Regions from separate parts of the Sus scrofa genome. Here all the other regions are linked to region 1. A link is a contact called in public HiChIP or PLAC-seq data. All regions are on one chromosome and are shown on one strand. The core of a region is the stretch at or near the end of the contact, and the rest is flanking DNA. Distances in the headings are between cores, read along the strand shown. Region 1 overlaps DNMT1 (DNA methyltransferase 1). Region 2 has its middle 7.8 kb from the start of TYK2. Region 3 overlaps TYK2 (tyrosine kinase 2).

What was found. HiChIP or PLAC-seq counts read pairs in DNA pulled down with a chosen protein or histone mark.
Region 2: an H3K27ac HiChIP or PLAC-seq map of alveolar macrophages shows a contact between it and region 1. The contact joins two enhancer-like sites. A contact is called at or near these places in 1 of 47 Hi-C or Micro-C datasets (mesenteric adipose tissue) and 1 of 2 datasets of contacts at active chromatin or transcription factors (alveolar macrophages).
Region 3: a contact with region 1 is called in an H3K27ac HiChIP or PLAC-seq map of alveolar macrophages. The contact joins two enhancer-like sites. A contact is called at or near these places in 1 of 5 promoter capture datasets (fetal liver), 1 of 47 Hi-C or Micro-C datasets (epiblast stem cells) and 1 of 2 datasets of contacts at active chromatin or transcription factors (alveolar macrophages).

What each region holds. Positions count from the first base shown.
Region 1 is chr2:68,993,749-68,997,252 of Sscrofa11.1, forward strand. It overlaps DNMT1 (DNA methyltransferase 1), which reads right to left. Exons shown (of 40, transcript NM_001032355.1): 22 at 3,031-3,128; 23 at 2,681-2,828; 24 at 1,566-1,681; 25 at 1,019-1,223; 26 at 807-940. Among named protein-coding and RNA genes, the nearest start is that of EIF3G, 25 kb to the left of the region's middle. Within about 2 kb of position 1,788, at least 6 of the 83 cell types and tissues checked have an H3K27ac peak or open chromatin away from gene starts, as enhancers often do. A contact at or near this core is called in alveolar macrophages, where this site is marked.
Region 2 is chr2:69,189,452-69,192,955 of Sscrofa11.1, forward strand. No RefSeq gene overlaps it. Among named protein-coding and RNA genes, the nearest start is that of TYK2, 7.8 kb to the left of the region's middle. Within about 2 kb of position 1,895, at least 10 of the 83 cell types and tissues checked have an H3K27ac peak or open chromatin away from gene starts, as enhancers often do. A contact at or near this core is called in alveolar macrophages, where this site is marked.
Region 3 is chr2:69,164,820-69,168,323 of Sscrofa11.1, forward strand. It overlaps TYK2 (tyrosine kinase 2), which reads right to left. Exons shown (of 25, transcript NM_001114670.1): 10 at 2,811-2,919; 11 at 2,530-2,719; 12 at 2,341-2,444; 13 at 2,051-2,233; 14 at 1,887-1,974; 15 at 776-903. Among named protein-coding and RNA genes, the nearest start is that of ICAM3, 16 kb to the left of the region's middle. Within about 2 kb of position 1,707, at least 5 of the 83 cell types and tissues checked have an H3K27ac peak or open chromatin away from gene starts, as enhancers often do. A contact at or near this core is called in alveolar macrophages, where this site is marked.

The DNA of each region.
Region 1 (3,504 bases), core at 538-3,037:
TGTTTTTTTTTGTCTTTTTGCCATTTCTTGGGCCGCCCCCGTGGCATATGGAAGTTCCCAGGCTAGGGGTCGAATTGGAGCTGTAGCTGCCAGCCTACGCCAGAGACACAGCAACGTGGGATCCGAGCTGATTCTGCAACCTACACCACAGCTCACGGCAACGCCGGATGGTTAACCCACTGAGCAAGGGCAGGGACCGAACCCGCAACCTCATGGTTCCTAGTCGGATTTGTTAACCACTGCGCCACGACGGGAACTCCCTAGAGACTGTTTTAAAATAGATCAAGCTAAAAAGCAGCCCCAGGATGAATGGAGAAACACCAGAGGCATCTCAGTAAGCCCTCCAAGCTTCAGCTCCATCAGCCTTACTGCCACATGTTGCTTGCTCTACAGGTGCCAGCTGCCACTTTTTAGTCAAAACCAAGTGAGGTACCAAGGTTAAAATGGAAGGCAGGGGGCACTAAACGTTTTTTTAGGAAGGCTCCCTAAAAGCATTCAACCACCAGTTAGGATAAAATGGAATCAAAGATTTCACTGGTGAGAAAAGACAAGACCTGGGGTACACACTGAGAAGCACAGGACACAGCCTGTCTTTGGATGGGACAGCTGCTCATGAGGCTAACTCCCCACCAGGTGGTCCACACACTTGCAGCCACTGCAACCAAATGAGGCTGGCCTCCAGTGGGCTTGGGAAGACAATCAGAGGTGTAGGGAAGACAAACCCAGCAGACAGAACCACAGGAAAAGCTACAGGGATTCAGAGAGCACCAAGGAGCGGCCCCAAGAAGCCCAGGCCCGGCACTCACTTGAACTTGTTGTCCTCCGTTGGCTGAGTTTTTGGAGGGGACTCAAACCTTGCATACTCTTGGTCATACCACAGCTGGTAGAAATAGGTCTTCCCATCATCCTTCGACATCAGTGCCTCGGGGTCCATGCCTCCCTGGGGACAAGGCCACTGTCAGCCATGATACAGCCTCTTGAAGTGAGGAGGGGCCCATGAGAGGCGCCAGGCACTCACCTCCAAGGCCCAGTTCTCTGACGGAGGTTTATAGATGACCTTCACTTTGCTATGAATGTATGAAAGCTGCATGTCCTCACATTCGTCTACCAGGAACAGCTCCAGGGGGTCCGATGTGGCCCCGAGGACCGTATCTATCCCAGCACAGAACCAGTGGGCATGAAACATCTGCCCGTTGCTGCTGTCCTCCCACAGAGCTGTGACCCTAGAGCCAGAGAGGGGTGGGATGAAAGTTCTAACCCGAGTGGCAGATCAGGACCGAGCCTACTTAGGGGGACCGAGCCTACTTAGGGGGACCGAGCCTACTTAGGGGGACCGAGCCTACTTAGGGGGACCGAGCCTACTTAGGGGGACCGAGCCTACTTAGGGGGACCGAGCCTACTTAGGGGGACCGAGCCTACTTAGGGGGACCGAGCCTACTTAGGGGGATATGTATTTGTGGGTTTAGTCTAGGGTGAAGAGCTGCTGGTGTTCCTGCACAATAGGCATCTCCTACTTGTTCAACAGAAAGTGTGGGCTGAGGTCAAGCAGAGGGAAGGATACAAACCTGGCTAAGTAGAGCGGTTTTGAAGAATCATCTGGAATAACAGAGACACAGTCCCCCACTTCCAGGGTTTCTGAGTCAATGCATACCTTCTTGTAGTAAATCTTCTTCCCATCAGTCTGTAAAGAAGAGCTTAATTTTAGGTGAGGATGGCTTTGAAGGTCTGTGCCAGGCTGGACCTGCATGTTCCTGTTACTTTACGGGAAAGCATGACTCACAATGATGTCACCAAGAAGGCATGGGTGCTACCAGCCAGCTACTACAGAGACCATCGTCCTCCCCTGGCTGCAGCAACAGGCGCTCGCATCCCTCCATTGCCAGCTCTGCCCTCCTGTATCAGTAGCAACGGGATCCAGCACTCGATTTTAACAGCACTGCATCCCACCCCTCATCCTCCCTCAGCCACACAGACCTCCTTCCCTCTCTCCCACAGGAAAGCTGGTTCCCACCTCAGGTCCGTGCCCTGTTCCTGAGACCTTCAGGCAGTTGGCTCTTCTTCAACCTTTTGGGTCTCAGCCAAACGTCACCTTCATAAAGAAGCCTTTGTGGGCCCAGCCTCCTTCCTTCCCCCCACCTGCCTGACAGGACATGTGTCACAGGCAGGAGCGTAGCCATGTCCAGGCCTAGAGCACACCCAGCAGGGGTAGGCCTCACGCCACTGAGGAACTGACCGTACCTGACTTATGCCACCAAGGGAACAATGCTGAGAAGACACTCTCTCCAGCTTTGACGAAGGACTTGACCCTTAGGTGACCACAGAACCACAGAGAGGCAGTCTGCTACTGCTCCCGAACCCCTACTCCCAGGCCAGAGGGCCGTGATGGCTCTCTGCTACATAAGCTTTGACGGGGAACCAGCCTGACAGCCCTAAAACAGTATCAAAACGCCCATTCTGGAGCATGAGGAAAGCTGAGTGTTTGGGTGTATAAGCAAAGATGCATTTGTGGTGCTTGACATGGGCCTCAGCCTCTCGGCTAGCCCTGCTCTGCTCACAGGGCAAATGAGCAGGTTTCGCAGCTCAAGGGCTCAGGCTGCACAAGACACCTGGCAGCAAGACACCAGGAGACAAGTTGCTTCTATGAAGGGCAGCACAAAGATGAGAGCCAGGCCAGGATCACCTTGACAGCTTCTCCAATCCAAGAGATCCGGTCCTTGTTCTGTTTTTTCTTCTTCCCTTGATGCATCTTTTTGGGTGACGGCATCTCTGGAATATTGTCATCAACTTCTTCATCATCGTCTGCCTCCTTCATGGCCATATTGGGACACCTACAAAATCACTTGTTATAAGCAAGGTCCCCTTTACAAGTAAAGCCAACTAAAGGTGTTTTAGGCAGAAAACAGAGCAAAGGCTGGTGACAGTGCAGGGCAAAGGGATCCTGCCTGCTCTGTACATGTCACCCCAGCCGAACCACAAAAGGCCTAGCTGACATTTTTCTCTACTTCAAGGTCAAGTGTTGGCCAAACCTACCTTCTCTCTTGGCAAGCTTGTTTGCTGCGTCCGCTACCACCAAATTTAACCATATCCTTACAGGCTTTACACTTTCCGCACTCAGGCTGTTGACAAACCTAAAACACATTTTTTAAAAGTGAATAAAACAGCCATTAGTAACAGCTGGTAACCAGTTTTTGATGAATTTTAAAAAGTTGTATATTTAGCCTCATTAGAAGTTAGGGAAGTAAGAGTCAGGAGATATGAGATTTGCAAAAGTTAAGCCTGACATGTGGCATTGGGACAGGTGTGGGAAAATAACTCAAGATCCTCAAAGAATTAAACTGCTGCCACAATTCTGGAGAACAGTTTTCTGTGTCAAAGTTAAGTACATGACCTACACCCCAGCAACTCCTCAGCAGTCACAAGAAGCCTCATCCAAGGACGTCACTATAGCACTGTTTATAGTATTAAGTTGGGAGAGTCATAATAAAATACTGTGGAATGCTTAAG
Region 2 (3,504 bases), core at 645-3,144, 200 kb after region 1:
AGGCTGGTTGAGTGAATGAGCTGGGGACACATCTAGGCCCAGGATACTGTCTACCCCCTGCGGAAGGACTGACCACAGCCTTCTGGCTCAGCTTCCTCTTTGCTACCAGGATAGCAACAGCAGGAAACCGAGTGTGCCAGATTCTTCAATAGCCAGCTCAGGTGAGGTTGGGCACCCTCTGCTGGGCTTGGAAGCTTGATCACAGAGGGCAGGGTGGACCTGGGACCTTGTATCCACCACCCCAGAAAGGACCGACAGGAAGTGTCAGGTGGGGTGATTAATAACAACAATAATGGTAATAAACTTAGTCATAATAATAAATTCTAATAATAACTTGCCTTTTCCCAGACCGGATGTTGTCTAAACCCTAGAGTTCTCTGAGCCCTCTAAGATTCTTCAAAAGTGAAACTTTTTGGAGAGACAGCAGTGAATAATGACTTGAAAGGAGTCTTCAGGAATTCCCGTCATGGCACAGTGGGTAATGAATCCGACTAGGAACCATAGGGTTGAGGGTTCAATCCCTGGCCTTGCTCAGTGGGTTAAGGATCCTGCATTGCCGTGAGCTGTGGTGTAGGTCGCAGACGTGGCTTGGATCCCGCATTGCTGTGGCCCTGGTGTAGGCCGGTGGCTACGGCTCCGATTAGACCCCTGGCCTGGAAATCCCCATATGCCACAGGAGCGGCTCAAGAAAAGGCAAAAAGACAAAAAAAAAAAAAAAAAAAAAAAAAGAAGGGAGATCTTCATTCTCTGCTCAGGAATTGAACCTGGGTAGCCTGGGTGAAAACCGGGAATCAGCCACTAGACCAGCTAGACGCTCAAAGCAAAACTGGCCTGATTCTTGACCCCGTTGAAAGCAAGACTGTTTCAAGGAGGCAAAGACTATAAAAGCAGGTACAAAGTTTACTGTTAGAAACACAGTACAAACGTGGGAGAGCACACAGAGAAGTAATCTCTCTAAGGCAGAAGCAAAGCAGTAACACACACACAAAGGAGAAGTGAGGGTGCGGGCCTCCCTCTGAATGAGGAGCGCACCAGTTATATGGGGCAGTTCTTCCAGGTCTTTGTTTTCCTTTGGTCAATTATCTTGTTTTATCTCTCATACCTGACTGGACCCAGGGCTTTCCCCAGTCTACTTGCCCATCTTTTGGCCAAGCAGGATTCCAAAGCAAGGCATGCTAGGAAGGTTAGCTGGACTTATTATGGCCTGGTGCTCCCTCCCTTTCTGACCCAGAGGGGTCTTTCTGCACATGTGTTAACTGGGGTCTCCCTGACCCCGAGGATGGAAAGTATGTGACGTCTCCATCTTTTGCCCAAGCAGGGCTTAGCCCCTTTCTGCCTCTGCCATTACCATTGATTAAAGGGTCCACAGAAGACAAATTCCAGTTATTTACCTTGTTCCTGTTGTGATTTCTATCTTGAAGTATAAACAGGTGGCTGGTTGTAAATAGCTATTCTGGAGCCCATCTATCTCCTGCCTCAAGACCAGTACCCTATTTGACACCTGAAGGAAGAAGAGGCCACCCAGGAGTTCCCCTGCATCTCAGTGGGTTAAGGACCCAGTATTGTCACTGCAGTGGCTCTGAGTACCAGTGGCACAGGCTTGATTCCTGGCCCAGGATCTTCCTCATGCCATGGGTAAAAATAAAATAAAAGAAAGAGGTTACAGAGGCCACTGGGAAGGATCATGTGATGCTCCTCAGCCCTGAGGTCACAGATGGTGTCTAGCCCCTGGGCAGGAAAGCTCCAGGTTACCCCACCAACCATGGGGGTTTGCCTAGGACTGGAGGGGGGTTTCCAGACAAGGGACTTTCCAGGCTAAAATTGGGTCCTAGGGAAACAGAGACAACTTGGGCACTTGCCCCAGTGGGTTTTCAGGAGGAAGCTGGAACTAGGGAAATCCCCACCTCTGAGAAGCTTACAGGGAGGGGCCTCCCCAGAGCTCCTACCAGACCAGGGAAAAGTCAGGAGCTGCTAAATTAAAAACAAAAATCCCTTTGTGGGAGTTTCTGTTGTGGCACAGTGGAAACAATCCAACTAGGAACCATTAGGTTTCAGGTTTGATCCCTGGCCTCTCTCAGTGGGTTATGGATCCAGCATTGCTGTGAGCTGTGGTGTAGATCGCAGACGCAGCTTCGATCCCGCGTTGCTGTGGTTGTAGCGTAGGCTGGCAGCTGTAGCTCTGATTGGACCCTTAGCCTGGAACTTCCACATGCCATAGGGTGTGGCCCTAAAAAAAAAAAAAAAATCCCTTTGTGTCCTTTTGAATGGGAGGGTTCAGACTCTTCCCCAAACAGTCACAGAATGGGTTGGGAATTCTTTCAAGGAAGTTCCACACCAAAAGTTCTCACCAGTAACCCCAGATAGCACATTCTCTACTGATCTCCAGAGGATACAAAAGAATTACATAAATGAAGGCTGGAGCTGGAAGGACTTTGTTCAAATCCCAGCTCTGCCACTGTGTGTGAACCTAAGTAATCCCATTGGGAGTTCCCTTTGTGGCTCAGCAGGTTAAAAACCTGACTAGGGGAGTTCCTGCTGTGGCGCAGCAGAAACAAATCTGACTAGGATCCACGAGGATTCAGGTTTGATCCCTGGCTTCATTCAGTGTGTTAAGGATCTGGCATTGCTGTGAGCTGCAGCGTAAATCGCAGATGTGGCGCAAATACCAAGTTTCTGTGGCTGTGGTGTAGACTGATTCCACCCCTCGCCTAGGAACTCCCCTATGCTGTGGGCAAGGCTGTAAAAAAGAAAAAAAAAATAGTCCTTTAACTTCTACTTACCTCAGTTTCTTCTTCTGCAAAATGGGTCTACTTGGAGTCCTAAACTCCGAGGTGTGTGTCAGGATCATCAGATTAATTAATCATGTAAAGAGCTCGGAACACAGCCAGGCATGGAGTGAAGGCTATTACCTTTTAGTTTTTATTTTGTGACCTCACCTTCAGCCTGTGGAAGTTGCTGAGGGATCCAAGCCCCACCACAGCAGTGACCAGAGGCTCTGCAGTAACAACACCCTATCCTTAACTCTCTGCACCATAAGGGAATCCCCTTTTAAAAAAAAATTTTTTTTTTTTTTTTTTTGCTTTTGTTCTTTTAGGGCTGCTCCCATGGCATATGGAGGTTCCTAGGCTAGGGGTCGAATTGGAGCTGCAACTGTTGGCCTATACCACAGCCACAGCAATGCAGGATCCCAACCACATTTACAACCTATGCCACAGCAACACCAGATCCTTAACCCACTAAGTGAGGCTGGGGATCAAAACTGCATCCTCATGGAAGCTAGTCAGATTCGTTTCCGCTGAGCCATGATGGGAACTCCTTTTTTTTTTTTTTTTTTTTTTTTTTAATTTTTTTGCTTTTTAGGGCTGTACCTGTGGCATATGGACGTTCCCAGGCTAGGGGTTGAATCAGAGCTACAGCTGCCTACACCACAGCCACAGCAACACCAGATCCTAGCAGCATCTGCAAACTACACCACAGCTCAAGGCAATGCAAGACCCTTAAACC
Region 3 (3,504 bases), core at 457-2,956, 170 kb after region 1:
ACTGCTGTGCTCAAACCCATGTTCCTTCCCCGGGGCCTTGCACTGGCTGTTCCCTCTGCCGGGAATGCACTTCTCTCAGTTGTGCTCACAGCTCCCACCTCAGTTTCAGGTCACCTTAGTGAGGCTTTCCTGAACCACTCACCTACCTATTTAAGACTTCACCTCTTCCCCAAACTGAAGCAAATCTCATCTCCATTTCTGCTTTTTTCTTCACAGTTCTCACTACTTTCTGACTTTTTTTTTTGGCCATGCCCAGGGCATGCCAAAGTTCCTGGGACCAAGGACTGAACCCAAGCCACAGCAATGACAATACTAGATCCTTAACCACTAGGCTACCAGGGAACTCTACTACTTTCTGACATATTATGTCATGTCCTTAATTATTATTTCTCATTTGCCCCTTCCCATGAAAATGCCAGCTCCCCAAGGACAGACACTTCTGTCTATTTCATTCTCTGTTGGATCCCCAGGACCTAAGACAGAACCAGGCACACAGAGAGTGTTCTGGAAACGGGGGTGACTGGACCAGGAGGGGCTGGGGATGAAATGGTAAGAGAGTGGTGGAGGTGACTCCCACAGGGCCCTGGATGCCAAGTGAAGGAGTTAGGTGCTCTCTGGAGGAAGGTGGGAGCCATAGGGGTGTGTGAGCCGAGGAAACTCATGGGAAGATCTTCCCAGGATAGCATGTGGATGGATGTGTCAAGGCCTCCATATCCAAGGCGGGGGCTGCCCTGGCCCTCCCCACTGCCCCAGGTCCTGCCCACAGGCCACGTACCAGGTAGCTGAGGGCGCTGGCCAGCTGCTGGGCCACTGCCAACTTCCAGGCCAGAGGCACATGGCCCCTCTCCCGCCGCAGCCACACGTCCAGGGGCCCGTGCTCCACGTACTCCGTCACCATGATGTCTGTAAAAGCCCAGCCACTGCAGGCGCTGCCCACCCGCTCACCCTCCCAGGCACCAGGGGGCTGGGATCGTAGGTGGGGAGGGGGCTAGTCAGGGCTGTGGAGGAGGCATGGGAGTGACTCTGGGGGGAGGAGAAACTCAGGACAGAGGGCAGGTGTGGGGTGAGGCCAAGGTGAAAGGTGGCATTTAGGTCCAGAGTGGGGCCGTGGCACAGAGGAGGCTGCGAGTAAGTGACTAGGTAATGATGGGACTGGGGAACTGGGGGTGGGTGCAGGCGAGTGGAGCTCCAGGTGGGTTGTGAGCAATGTTTGGATCCCACAGGGGTGGGATGCTTGTGGAGTGGGGGGTGTGCAGGGTTGGCACGCAGGCCAGTGTTGGGGGGAAGGCAGGAGAGACAGATGTGGGGTTGATGTTGGTAGATCAGAGGCTGGCCACTAAGGAGCTGTGAGGTACACGCAGAGTCGGGGCAGGGGTAGGGGTGAAGCAGGGACTGAGGTCTGGGAGGACTGGGGCAGCCAGCAAGGCTGGGGTCTGTGCAGTCGCAGTGTTGATGCAGTCAGAGGGGCTGGGCCATTAGAGGTGTTCAGGTGGGAACTAGAGCTTGGGATGGAGTTTGGGTGGTGGAGGGTGGGTGTGGCCAGGAATCGGAGTGCAGGTAAGGGTCAAGGTGTATTCGGGGTATAGGTGAGAGTCAGATGGGCACAGACTGGGCTGCAGTCAGGGGTCAGGGTAGAGGTCAAGGGTCCGTGTGCAGTCAGGGATAAGGATGTAGGTCAAGGAGTCCCCTGGTGGACTCAGCAGGTTAAGGATCCGGCCTTGTTACTGCTGTGACTCAGATCACTGCTGTGGTTGATCCCTGGTCCAGGAACTTCCGCAGGCCGCCAGTGTGGTCAAAAAAAAGAAGAAGAAGAAGGATGTATGTCAAGTGGGGTTGGGCAGTAAACAAGATGGGGGTGGGGTGGGGTGGGGGCAGGGCCCACTCACTCTCAGAGCCGTGCACATAGACGCCATGAACGAAGACTAGGTGCACATGAGAGACCTGGCTCATGAGGCTGGCTGTCTCGTAGAAGGCCTGTGGGGACAGAGCAGTTGAAGCGGCCGCGGACCCCTTCATCCTGTTCCCCCAGCTCCTGGCTGCGTTTACTCACCAGGGCGATGTCATGGTGACTGGGGTCTAGCACCTTGAGAACCACTCGCAGCTCCTGCCCACGGTCCCCACTGGATGGGGAGGGGTCCCTGCCATCTGACTTTTCCTCTTCGGGGCCTCCGCCCCCCACTCGCAAGAGGCCCTCATACACGTTGGTCCTTGTGCCCTGGCCTAAGTGGGACAGCTGGGGGCGGGGGAACATTTCCGTGGAACATCTCCGTGACAATGGTTCAAGGCTGCCTCCCTGTGCCCCACCCCAAGGGCCCACTCCCCCACCCCCACGCCATGCACCTGAGTGATGTCTTCCTGGTGGACCCGGTGGAAGCTGAGATGGCTGAGGTTGAGAGGCCTGGTGCAGGCCTGAGGCCCCCGAGTGATGATGAGGTTGGAGATCTCTGGGGGGTGGAAGCCATCACTGAGGCGTGGCACAGAGGGAGAGGCCTCCCGCACCCTGTGGATGCCCCCACCCTATCTTGGTACCTCCCGGCCTCGGCAGGCAGCAGCGGTCCAGGGAAAAGCAGTCATCACCGGCCCGGAGAGAGCAGCCCTGCAGGGCAGCCCGCAGCTCCCGCACGCTGGGGAAGGACCGGCCCCAGCCCTCCAGCGTGACCGTCTCAGCCTGCAGCTCTATGGGGAACTTCCGCAGGCGCAAGCCCTTCGTGCCAGGTGCCTGGGGTGGGTGGCAGGGGTAGGGGCGGTGAGCAGGGGTCCAGGCAGGGAGCACGCTCAGCCCCGGCCCAGGACCCCCGCCCCAGGCCCACCTGGTCGCGCTGGGCCACTGTGAGGATGAGGCGGTTGAGGTGGCTGGTGCTCCAGTGAATGAGGTAGAGGCCATCCTCTGGCCGCAGCTTGGCCAGCACAAATGGCTCCCTGGGTGGATTGGGGGGGACAAGGGAGCACCATCAGAGCTAGGAACTGTGTGTGTACTAATCCGACTGTATACTCACATCGATACTTGTTTTATTAGTAGTAGTAGTATTTTTTGCTTTTTAGGTCCGCACCAATGGCATATGGATGTTCCTGGCTAGGGGTCTAATCAGAGCTACAGATGCCGGCCTACACCACAGCCACAGCAAGATCAGATCCAAGCTGCATCTGCAACTTACACCACAGCTCACAGCAACACTGGATCCTTAACTCACCGAGTGAGGCCAGGGATTGAACCCGAAACCTCATGATTCCCAATAGGATTTGTTTCTGCTGTACCACGACGGGAACTCCAATACCTACTTTCATATTTAACTACTAAAATAAACATTTCCTGATGATAACCCCATCCAGCACCACATTGCTTATCTGTAACTTCCTTCTCCAACTGGATGAAAACTGGTTGTCCGTATCTACAACATAGGTACTTATTTATTCAATGCTAGTAAACAGCAGTTCCAGAATTAACCTGTACCCCTGTGAGAAACAAATATACTGACCAGAATACAGTGTTTCTGCACAGTTCAG